Linked DNA regions of Pan troglodytes: region 2 is linked to region 1. A link is a contact called in public Hi-C data. All regions are on one chromosome and are shown on one strand. Each heading gives the region's core, a stretch centred on a gene start, on an enhancer-like site or on the middle of the called end of the contact. The rest is flanking DNA. Distances are from core to core; before and after follow the strand shown. Region 1 holds the start of PTPN4 (protein tyrosine phosphatase non-receptor type 4). Region 2 holds the start of EPB41L5 (erythrocyte membrane protein band 4.1 like 5).

The links. A called contact is a pair of places that touch in the nucleus more often than the background predicts.
Region 2: a Hi-C map of stem cell-derived neural progenitor cells shows a contact between it and region 1, with 1.9 times the contacts expected there. The contact joins the promoter of EPB41L5 here to the promoter of PTPN4 in region 1. A contact is called at or near these places in 1 of 7 Hi-C or Micro-C datasets (stem cell-derived neural progenitor cells) and 1 of 1 datasets of contacts at active chromatin or transcription factors (stem cell-derived excitatory neurons).

What each region holds. Positions count from the first base shown.
Region 1 is chr13:20,440,883-20,446,556 of NHGRI_mPanTro3-v2.0_pri, reverse strand. It overlaps PTPN4 (protein tyrosine phosphatase non-receptor type 4), which reads right to left and starts at 3,092. Exons shown (of 27, transcript XM_525902.8): 1 at 2,076-3,092.
Region 2 is chr13:20,692,074-20,697,747 of NHGRI_mPanTro3-v2.0_pri, reverse strand. It overlaps EPB41L5 (erythrocyte membrane protein band 4.1 like 5), which reads right to left and starts at 3,061. Exons shown (of 25, transcript XM_016949606.3): 1 at 2,866-3,061.

The DNA of each region.
Region 1 (5,674 bases), core at 1,843-4,342:
ATAACAATGGATACTGTACTGTACACCTCAATTATGTTTAACAGACAAAACTATTTTAAAAATACAAATCACAGTTTAATAACAACCTAACGAAGTCATACAACTTAAAAAAAAAAGCTGAAAAGTTTTTATTACCATCTCACGTAAATTGTATTACTATCCCACTTTCTTATACTTTTTTTTTTAAAGTTAGGCATCTATGCCCAAACTGATTAAATCGAGTATGAGAGATCTATACTTTTTTTAAAAGTCCTTCAACAATAATGAAGTGTACACTGGTCACAGAATAGTTCAAATGAAATTTCCTGAGGCTGCATTCTAAGTACATCCGACCCAGAAAGTATTTTTAGCAAGTACGTTCAATCAATGCTGGTTTTATGCCTAGCCTAAATTAGAAATTGGGTGTTATAAATTTAAAGTAACAATGTTACTAGGGACATTTTAAAAGATATTTAATTAGAACATAAGAAAAAAACACAAGTTTGACTCAATTCAATACCTACAGCTCTGAAGCTAAGATGTTAGAAAATGGGCAGTAAGAAAAATCACATCCTCGTCTATTACTACTTTTGAGGAACCCGTGATTTTCTAACTTAATAAACATGGACCTACTCAATTAATATTTTTAAAAACTACAAAATAGTGGTGCCTCCTTGGATTTTAAAAACCTCTTGCCAAATTTTTAAAACAGACTGGCAAAATCACAAACATTCCCATGTACAAAATAGACTGTTTCTCTTATAAATCACTGAAGATTATGATACTATGGGACCGTGCGTGTTTCAATGCAAAATGTAACAAAGATATGTGTACCATAAAAAATGCGAAGAGACATAAAAATTGCTTTTGTGGTAATTGGAGCATAAATTTATTCTAACAAAAAAACAGTGATGTCCACAAAATGATCACACTTACGAGCTAGTGAAGAGGTTCTGTAGAATACACAAACTTCTGCTTACGAGTTTTTTCTTTAAAAGAAAGCTGAATTTATATTAGTCAAATTCAAGATTTAGATGATATACCTAGCTCTATTCCATTAAGCACAGTTTAGGCTCTGAACAATCCTTTATTTTAAGGCCATCTCCTTCCCCCTTAAAATTGAAAAAACAATTTTTTCCTCTGGCACGTTAAAGTTCAGAAAACCAAGATTTAAAAATGCCCTGGCTTTTACTGTTCCAGTCTTCTTTCTACTCTAATTGTCTTTTGCAAGTCGGACACATTGGCCTTTTGTTTTTATCTTTCTCCATAAATATGTTTTAAATGTGACCAATCAGCTGTACTGTTTCAACTGGGCCCAAGATCTGGACACAGAAACTTAATATTACTGAAACCTCTTATTCGAAAAGCAGCTGGCATATTGCAGATGCATAACAAGTTATCCTAGAACAGGCGTTTTGAAAAATCCTACAAATCGTCCTTCTACATACTGATGTCACTACATGATGCAAGCCCAGACATAAAATCTTCCACCCTAAGTTTTGCAGAAACATCCACACATCACCTGTGCAACTGTAAGCTGTTCCATTTTATGGAAACCCTGCGAAATGCATCACTGTTTACCCACATCTCAACTTTTTTTTTTTTTTTTTTTGGCTCAACTACAGATTCCCAAATACAGGTATATACTGGTAGAATCATAACAGGCTTAAAACTTCAATGGTAGGAATAGTTGGCTCATGCAGCGTGCAAGAAGCGCTCATATGAGCCAATTAAAAAAAAAAAAAAAAAAAAGGAATTCTACCAGCAATGGAAAACTCAAGATTCCAAAGCTTTACCTAGAGTTTAGGTACTGGGAACATTCCATCTCCGCACCTATTCCATCCCTTGTCCCTTCGCTGACCCATAACAGAGATTCCAACTCTAACCCCCGCAAAAGCAGAGGTCCCAGGAAGAAAGGACAGAAAGCGTTTTTTGTTTGTTTGTTTGTTTGTGTCCTTTTTTCCTTCCTTTCAAATCATCCTCGTACCTCCGGCTTGCCCCACCTGGCTCACCTCCCAGGAGCCACACATGCAGGTAACAGCCTCGCGTTCAACGTGCAGGGCCGAGAGGCCGGCGGGGACCGGAGAACCTCTTACCTTCGTATATCACAGCCGCGTCCTCTCGGCTGGAGAAAAAAGCCTCGAGGCCCCGGCGCGCAGAGGAGAAGCGCGTCCGCCGTGCCGCTCCGGGGGGCTACCTCAGCGCCCCCCGAGCAGCCGCCGCCGCAGCGGTCGCGCCACGACCCGGAGCCGCCAGCACCACCTCATGCTGCTGGGCAGCCGCGGGCCGGCGCCGCTGGGGAGGTGGCACGGAGGCGGGCAGCCGGCGACCTCTCCTACCTCCCTGCAGGGATGAGATAATCCACACCCCCAAAAGTGCGTGGGGGAGGGGGCCTGGCCCCAATCCTCCGACCCCTCGGCCAAAGCCAAGTCTCTTTCCTCTCCCGCTCAGGCCCAATTCCGGCCCCTGGGACCCAGGAGTCCTGAGAGAACAATGTTGGTGGTGGGGCGCGAGGAGCGGAAAAGCGCACTGCGCGGCGTGAGCTGGCGGGTAATCCTGGGCAGCGTTTGTGTGTGAGAGTGCAAGAGGAGCTCAGTCACCCCCCTCCTTCTCCACCTCCTCTTCCTCCCCCTCCTCCTCCTCTATCTCTTCCTCCTCCCTCAAGCACACCCCCTCTCCTAGGCCGCAGCATAGCAACCGAACATGGCGGCTGCGCAGGCGCCGCCAGTCAGTGGCCAGGAGCGGCGGCGGCAGCAACAGGAGGCGATCTCGCGAGAGGCGAGGCCAAAACCCTGCCTCGCTAGCGCAGGGAGAAGTCGCACCAGTCGGAGCGCAGAGGAGCACGCAGGTGCGAGAGAGAGCGGCCTAGGAGGATTGGGAGGGCGGATTGGAAGGGGAGGCGGAGCGCTGTGGCCCCCGCCCCGCAGCCGCGTCGCGATTGGTTGTTTGGACTGCGACCCCTGCAGGGACCGGATTGTGGGCAAGAAGCGTGTGTTAAAAGGGAAAACCAGACCACCTGGCAGCAGGTCGCCCCAACCTCAGTGCTCCTGGAGGATATAGGTTTTGGGGGGCAGTTTTGAATCATTTCCTCTCCTAAACGTAGGCTCCAAAACAAAGCCTCAGCAACCAACCTGCGTTTATAAAACAAACGTTCGGGGGTGCCTTCTGTGTGCCTGGAACGGTGTGCTTTTTAAAATTTAATTCCTTCTAATAACATGAATTTGGTGTTATCACGCCAGGGTTTTTAGCCAGGTGCATTATAATATTTCATTGGTGATACAAACTTATTGGTAATACGACAGTTGCCTACTGGCGAATGATCTCAGCTGAAATGGGGGAAGAAGGGATTTGGGGACCGCCACACTTCCTTTTTGCCCAATTTTTGTTAGAGCATCCTATCAGAGCCTACCTTTATAAAGACGATCTTTGAAAAACCACTTTCCCAGGCCGACAAAATGACTACAAATCAGGGGAATGTGAACAAATCTGGAAAAGATAGAAATTTCTATTGACTCTCTTCTCCCTCACACCTGTTAGTTTTTCCATTTGAAAAAGACAACTTGTCAATCCATGTTTCCAGCTTTACTTCCTTCACTTGCTTTTCTTCCCAGATCTCTGTTGTAGCCAGTGCTCATTCATTCCTCCCTAAATATGCATTCCTGCCTCTGACTCTCCATTTTCTGTCTTCGATCATGCCATTCCCTCTGCTAAAATGCTCTTCACCTCATTGTCATCTGTCAACATCCAGTCATCCTCCAACCAAAGATCATATGAGACTTCCACCAGAAATTGAATGTTTCATATAAATGGAATCATACAATATGTAATTTTTGTTTAGAGGCAAGGTCTCGCTATGTTGTCAGGCTGGTCTCCAACTCCTGGGCTCAAGAGATCATCTTACCTTAACCTTCGGAGTAGCTGGGATTACACATGTGAGCCACCTGGCTTACACGTAGTCTTGTGTCTGGTGTTAAGCAAGACACAAAAGTTCCTGAGTGGAACTTCCCCTGCAAGTCACCAGGATGGACCCTTTGAAGTTACCAATACTCACCATTATTCCTTGAAAAATCTGAGTTCACCTTAAATCTACCTGCCTGCAACCCTGGAAAGAGAAGAATCAATAATTGTCCTTAAAAAAAAGAGAGAGAGAGCTTTAGACTGTGCCCCAGGCTCACATGGGCCCACTGAAAATTGAATTGGGAAATAATAAATTAGTATATCTCACACTTTAATGTACATGCTGATCACCTGGAGTTCTTATTAAACTGCATGTCCTAATCCATTAGGTCTAGAGTGGGCCGAGACTCTGCATTTCTTTTTTTTTTTTTTTTTCAATAGAGACAGGCTCTCACTGTGTTGCCCAGGCTGATCTTGAACCCTCCTGACCTCAAGCAGTCTTCCTGCCTTGGCCTCCCAAAGTGCTAGGATCACAGGAGTGAGCCACTGCACCTGGCCTAGAGACTCTTTCTAACAAGCTCCCTGGCTTTTGGACCACCCTGGAGTAGCAGGGGTGTAGACTACTGTTCCTTAAACTGGAGTCTAAGAAAAAATATATGCAAATTATCTACAAAATATGTAAATATTTTGCTCTTACTTAAATTATGTTCTTTTAAAAGTTAATATATTCTAGTCACTATGCTGGATCATTTGATGACCACCTTGTAACGAAACCCTGCACTTGATTTTGTATTTGGCACCAACCACAAATTTAATTTTCTGGGGCTAATGGGAAAAGAATAGAATACTTCTTGTGGAAAGGACAGCATTCTGGCTAAGTGAAGGTCATACGTCCTTTACGGCACACTGCACAAAAGTTTAACAGAAATTCAAATAGAGAAGAATGTTGAGATAATTAAGTCAATTATAAGCATGCCAAACAAAAAAGTGCATACCATAGCAGTGAGTTCCATATTCTCATATCAAAGGACAATTTAATTTCAGCAAAACAACAAATATCATTCACCACACATTACATACATCATATTAATTGAATTTTTTAAATTTGTGAATTTAATTTCTAAAATTGTTTTAGTTTTATAGACGTGAGCTATAAGAATAAGAAATTATTACCTAAAGTTTATGTATAATTAAGAGACATAATTAAAATGACTTAACAGTTGGAAGTTAGCAAGAATTTTTTTTTTCATTCAAAAGTGGCCTCAAACATTACTGGATATTGGCAGACACTGCTATTGACTGTTTTTTTTCCTTGTCTGCAGTCTGCCCTTGACTGTGCTTTGGGAGAGTAAGAGCAAAGGTTGTATCCACACTTGGAGGATGTTGGCAGGCGAGGACTGGCCGTTTTGCACTGTGTGGTCAATGGTAGGACCTCTCTTAACCCTGGGTAGCTACAGCCAGAAGGGAACAAGCATTTGTTCTTGCCTGTATGGGCCTTGGCAGTGACCCCAGGCAGCAGCCGTGGAGAAGAAACTTTGACTAGGCACTGTGGCTGACTCACCAGCCACCCACTATCAGTAACTGGAGAGGACTCCTTTGGAAGAAATGAGTAACCGTAGGATCACTGGGGATACCTAGGGAGAAGAACCTCAAGGGAAGGTTGGACTCTACTCGCTAGGTAGAGCTCAGAGTGGTATGAATTTTAACTTCAAAAAGCACATGACTTAAACTGACTTGATTTTGTTGCCTATGCTGGTGAGGTGGGACATACAAAGGTATACAGGCTTTCAGTCAAATG
Region 2 (5,674 bases), core at 1,812-4,311, 250 kb before region 1:
CCTAAAGAAAAAAAATCACACATGTGCTTTAAGTTGTAGGAACAGGATTTTTCGGAGCATAACTGATTTAAGAAAATTTTAAATGTGTTCATCAATGTGCAAACAGTGAAACAAGTTATGGTACACACAATAGCATACAATACAGTTGTTTTATTTTTATTTATTTATTTATTTATTTTAGAGACAGTCTCACTCTAGCACCCAGGGCTCACTGCGGCCTTCATCTACCATGCTCAAGGGATTCTCCCACCTAGGGCTACGGGCACATGCCATCCCACCGGGCTAACGTTTTTTAAATGATTTTTTGTAGAGACAGGGTCTTGCTACTTAGCCAGGTTTGTCTCAAACTCCTGGCCTCAGGGAATCGGATTCCTCCCACCTCAGCCTCCCAAAGTGCTGGGATTACACGCATGAGGCACCAAGCCCAGCCATAATACAGTTGTTTTAAATAAATAGTTGACTTAGATATGACAAAATTTCTAAGTGAAAAATCAAATCACAGAACACTGAAGAGAGTTTCATCCTACACGGAGATGGGATACATGCACACACAGAGACACACTAAACAGACACACACGTAAACTGTTGAGATTCTCTGAAGAGGGGCATGTCAGAGGTCACAACAAGAATATATGGCTGGGTACAGTGGCTCACGTCTGTAATCCCAGCACTTTGGGAGGCTAAGGTGGAACTGTTGGAGGCCAGGAGTTCAAGACCTGCCTGGGCAACATAGCAAGACCCCACCTAATTTTTTTTTTTTTTTTTTTGAGTCTCGCTCTATTGCCCAGGCTGAAGTGCAGTGGCGCGATCTGGGCTCACTGCAAGCTCTGCCTCCCGGGTTTACGCCATTCTTCTGCCTCAGCCTCCCAAGTAGCTGGGACTACAGGTGCCCGCCACTACGACCGGCTAATTTTTTGTTATTTTTTTTAGTAGAGGCGGGGTTTCACCGTGTTAGCCAGGATAGTCTCCATCTCCTGACCTCGTGATCCGCCCGCCTCGGCCTCCCAAAGTGCTGGGTTACAGGCGTGAGCCACTGCGTCTGGCCTAATTTTTTTTAATGGAAAAAAAAATAATATGAATGGATCACTAAAAGTTGTGGGTTTTTTTTTTTTAATGATTGTGAAAAAAGTTTTCTCATACTCACTTTTCCCTTCCCACCTGCACTCTTCCAATTGCGCTCTTCATGTTGCAGCCGCTGGATTTTTGGCAACCACAAATCTGATCCCTGTTCTAAAATCTTTAATGGCCCTGGTCCTAGATGCAGCTCCTCCTACTTGCCTGACCCATCTGTCAGCCTACTCCCCTCTGTTTGCTCTGCTCTCGTACTCTTTCTGCTCGGCCCGACAGTCTTTTTAATTCTGGACCATTTTTCATTAGCTGTTCCACCTTTCTGGATTGCTCTTTTTCCACTTCACCTCTCTTCCACCCGCTCCCACTTCACTGGACTAACTTCAGACTTACAGTTGAAATGTCTTATTCTCAGAAAAGCAATCTCAGACTTGTTAGTCTAAATTCGACGTCTCTTTCAGTACTCTTAGACTTTTCTTTATAACAAACAAATTGTAATTAAATATCTGTTAATTATTATTTTTTTTACTGACTACTTCCCCCACTCACACACAAGGACAAAGACTTCGTCTGGCTTGTTCACTACTTTGGCCCAACAGCTGGCTTAACCCGCATCTCGCCTGACACACTAGAATGACACAGTGGAATTTCTGGATGGTAGGTTTATGTGGCTTCCAAAAAACGGTAGTTTCTACTCTAGTTCCTAACTAGAAGGATTTCCTTTAGAATCATAAAATGCAAATTTAAGCAATCCTATCAGAAGTTGGTTAAAAAAAGTATCCAAAACCCAAAAGTTAGTCATGAAATATGTATACTCTTACATGACTGGTGGCCACAATATGGTTAACTGCTTTCTGATAAAGCAATATAACATACAGCAAATGCCATTAAGGTAACACTATATTTTGTCCCAGTATTCCCAATAAAGAAAATGCAAGCGAGTAATTCAACAGCAGTTACGCATATCGTTTTCGAATAATGTTAACCTATTTTCTAAAGCCTGCACAGCATATTACATGCACAAATAATCCAACAAGGTTAACTAGAGCTCAGCAACGGGTTATGTTAGAAACTGAGTTAATGCAGCTGTGGGTTACATTACAAATGTACACGGTTATGGGAATTTTCCCCGTAATTCTTTAAAAACTTTCAATATTAGTCTAAAATATTGCCAAACGTTTTAAGAGTTGGGTCTCGCTCTTAGGTAGAATTCGAGTAACCACAGACACAATTAACATTTACACACCAAAGAACCCATCATTAGCACGACGACCGTCCCGGGTGGGGGCGGGGCGGGCCCTTCAGACCGCGTCTTTCATGGGAACACACCTGCCTCTCCTTTCCCAAGAGACTGAAGTTTTTCTCAAATACAAGTTAGCTCGAAAAGTCCACCAAGACCGTGACACAAACTCAGTTCGTTTTTCCCCTTCCCTTGCGACTTTTGTCTCTCCCGCTGGACGGCAGCCCAGCGGACCAGCGAGGGGTACCCGCGGCTCGGGGAGCGCGTCCGCTCGGCAAACATTAACCCGGCTGCCCCGGGCCCTCCGCCCCGGCCCGTCGCGCGGTATCGACCGAAACTCGGCGGCCCTGCCTCATTGGCCGCCGCCGCCCCTCCCTCCGGCGGGATTAATGCCCTGCCGGCCCGACGAGCCAGGGGCCGGCCGCCCTAGGGTCTGGGTGCGGCCCCCGCCCGCCTCCCCGGGGACAAGGCCGCCACCGCAGGCGCGGGCGAGGAAGGGTCCACTCGGCTACGAGGGCAGCGGACTGTACTGCGGCGCCGCCGGGCCTCGCGCTTACCTGAGCTGGGGACGGCGCAGCCCCGGCGACCAGAGGGGGGAAGAGCCGAGCAAGGCTGAGAAAGGGGCGGCTCCTCGGGAGACGCCGAGAAATGGCGCCCACGAGCCCACCGGCTCTAATCCGCGGAGGACCCCGACCTCCCACCCGTCCGCCCCTTAAAGCTCCCTCCCAGCTCCGCCCCCAGGGCGGAGCGCTCCGCTCTTAAACGGGCGATGACACCGCCCGGAAATTGGCCGGCACGGCGACTGGAAAAAAGCCGGCGAGGCCGGGCCCGGCAGGGCTGGAACTAGCGCCAGCAGCCGGGCGTCCGCGGCTGGTTTAATGGGGCGCTGCCGAAACCCAGTTCCCGCTGCGGCCCTCCGCCCGCGGAGGAGGCGCCCGCCCGCAGACAGACCCCAGTTAGTCCTATCACGAAGGAGGCTGGTGGAGCTGGCTGCTAGATTCATTCATCCATTCGTTCAAGAGATTAAATCCTTCGCAAATACTTACTGAGAGCCTGTCACGTATTTCCTCCCTTTTTCTCCTTTGTAGGGATTAAAATACATTTAAATCTCTGCTGTTAAAGTAACTTTCACTCTACTGGGGAAACAGTAAACAAATAGGTGTCAAAAGGTGATTAAGTGTAAATGAGGAAAAATAAAACTGGGAAAGAGAAATAAAAGATTACTGCTTAGCAGAGTGTGGTCAGGAGGGTACTCTAACCAGGTGACATTCAGTCCGTTCATTCTACAGGTAATTGATTGAAGTGCCTACTTACTATGAGTTCTGTGTTCTAGACACGAGATACGACAGACAACCAAGACAGACAAAAATCCTTCCCGGAGTTTACGTTATAGCAGGAATATAAACGAGACATAAAATAAACGAGATAAATTAGTGAAATTAAATACTGTCAGACATTGGTAAATGCTAAAAAGAAAAGTACAAGTAGGGAATAACGACAGGCAGTGAGGGTTTGCGATTTTACATAGACAGCAGGTCTCAATAAGAAGGTGGCATTTGGCTGGGCGCGGTGGCTCACGCCTGTAATCCCAACACTTTGGGAGGCCGAGGCGGGCGGATCACGAGGTCAGGAGATCGAGACCAGCCTGGCCAACATTGTGAAACTCCGTCTCTACTAAAAATACAAAAATTAGCTGAGCGTGGTGGCGTCCGCCTGTAGTCCCAGCTACTCAGGAGGCTGAGGCAGGAGAATCGCTCGAACCCAGGAGGCGGAAGTTGCAGTGAGCCCAGATCACGCCACTGCACTCCAGCCTGGCGACAAAGCCAGACTCAGTCTCAAAAAAAAGAAAAGGTAGCATTTGAGTGAAGACCTAGAGGAGGTGTGGGAGGAACCCTGTGGCCATCTGGGGAGAACCGAAGGGAGCAGCAAGGGCAAAAGGCCCTGCAAGGGGACAGGTCTGTCTTTTCAAGGAAGTCCAGTGTGGCTAGAAGTGAGGAAGCAAGAGGAAGAGGAGGAGGTGACAGAGAGGAAAGGGGTAAGATGTAGGGCCTTGTGGGCCCTGGCTAGAGCTCTGAGAGAGGTGGGGGAGCCACTGGAAGGTGTTACCTTGAGGACACTCCGCTTGCTGAAATGAAAAGAGACAAATACTCGTTGAGCTTCTTCTCGGGATTTGGCACTGCCCACTCCTCCACCACCCCAAAACATAGTAGACAGGCTTGGCAGCTCATCTCTGCCCCATGTGGTGTTGGCTGGGCAGCTCAACAGGTGCTGGAGCTGCCAAGGTGGTTCCACTGGTCTGTGTGGCATCTCCGCTGGGGTGGCTGAAAAGAACAGCTGAGTTCTGCCTGGGCTACTCTCTTGCAGGTCCGCTGGTGTGGCAAAACAGTGAAAACAGAAGCTCTGAGGCCTATGAAGGGCTATGCCCAGCAGTCACGGAGCGTCCCTTCTGCTGCCTGTTAATGGTTTAAGCAAATCACACAGCCCGACCAGTTTCAAGGAGATGAAAGAGACTCTACCTCTTTTTTTTTTTCTTTAAATATTATTAAAATAGAGAAATTTTCCTTCTCCACCTTTTAAAAACATCTTTATTGAGATATAATGCACCCACTTAAAGTGTACACTTCCATGGCTTTGGGTATTTTCACAGAGTTGTAGAACCACAAACCACAATCTAATTGTGGAATATTTTCATCACTGTTCATGAGAGGAGCAGAATGGGTGTTCAGGGATGGGAGGAATTGTTGCTGGTCATCTTGCATCTTTATCTCAACAAAAAAACGAAATGATATGGCAGGGGGAAGCAGCAATGGTATAGATGAAACAAGAATGGGCCATAAACTGAGGCTGGGTGATGGGGACGTTAAACTATTCTATCTAAAATTTTTCATAATAAAGTCCTTTAGACCGAATGTGGTGGCTCATGCCTGTAATCCCAGCACTTTGGGAGGCCGAGGCAGGAGGATCACTTGAGGTCAGGAGTTCGAGACCAGCCTGACCAACATGGTAAAACCCCGTCTCTACTAAAAATACAAAAATTAGCTGGGTGTGATGGCACATGCTTGTAATCCCAGCTACTAGGGAGGCTGAGGCAGGAGAATCTTTTGAACTCAGGAGGTGGAGGTTGCAGTGAGCTGAGATTGCACCATTGCACTCCAGCCTGGGCGACAGAGACTCTGTCTGAAAAAAAAAAAAAAAGTATTTAAAAAAATACCACCTGGACACCTGTAATCCCAGCATTCTGGAAGGCCAAGGCTCAAGAGTTCTAGCTCAGGAATTCGAGATTGGCCCGAGCAACATGGTGAAAACCGTCCCAGCTACTCGGGAGGCTGAGGCAGGAGAATCGCGTGAATTCACAAGGCGGAGGTT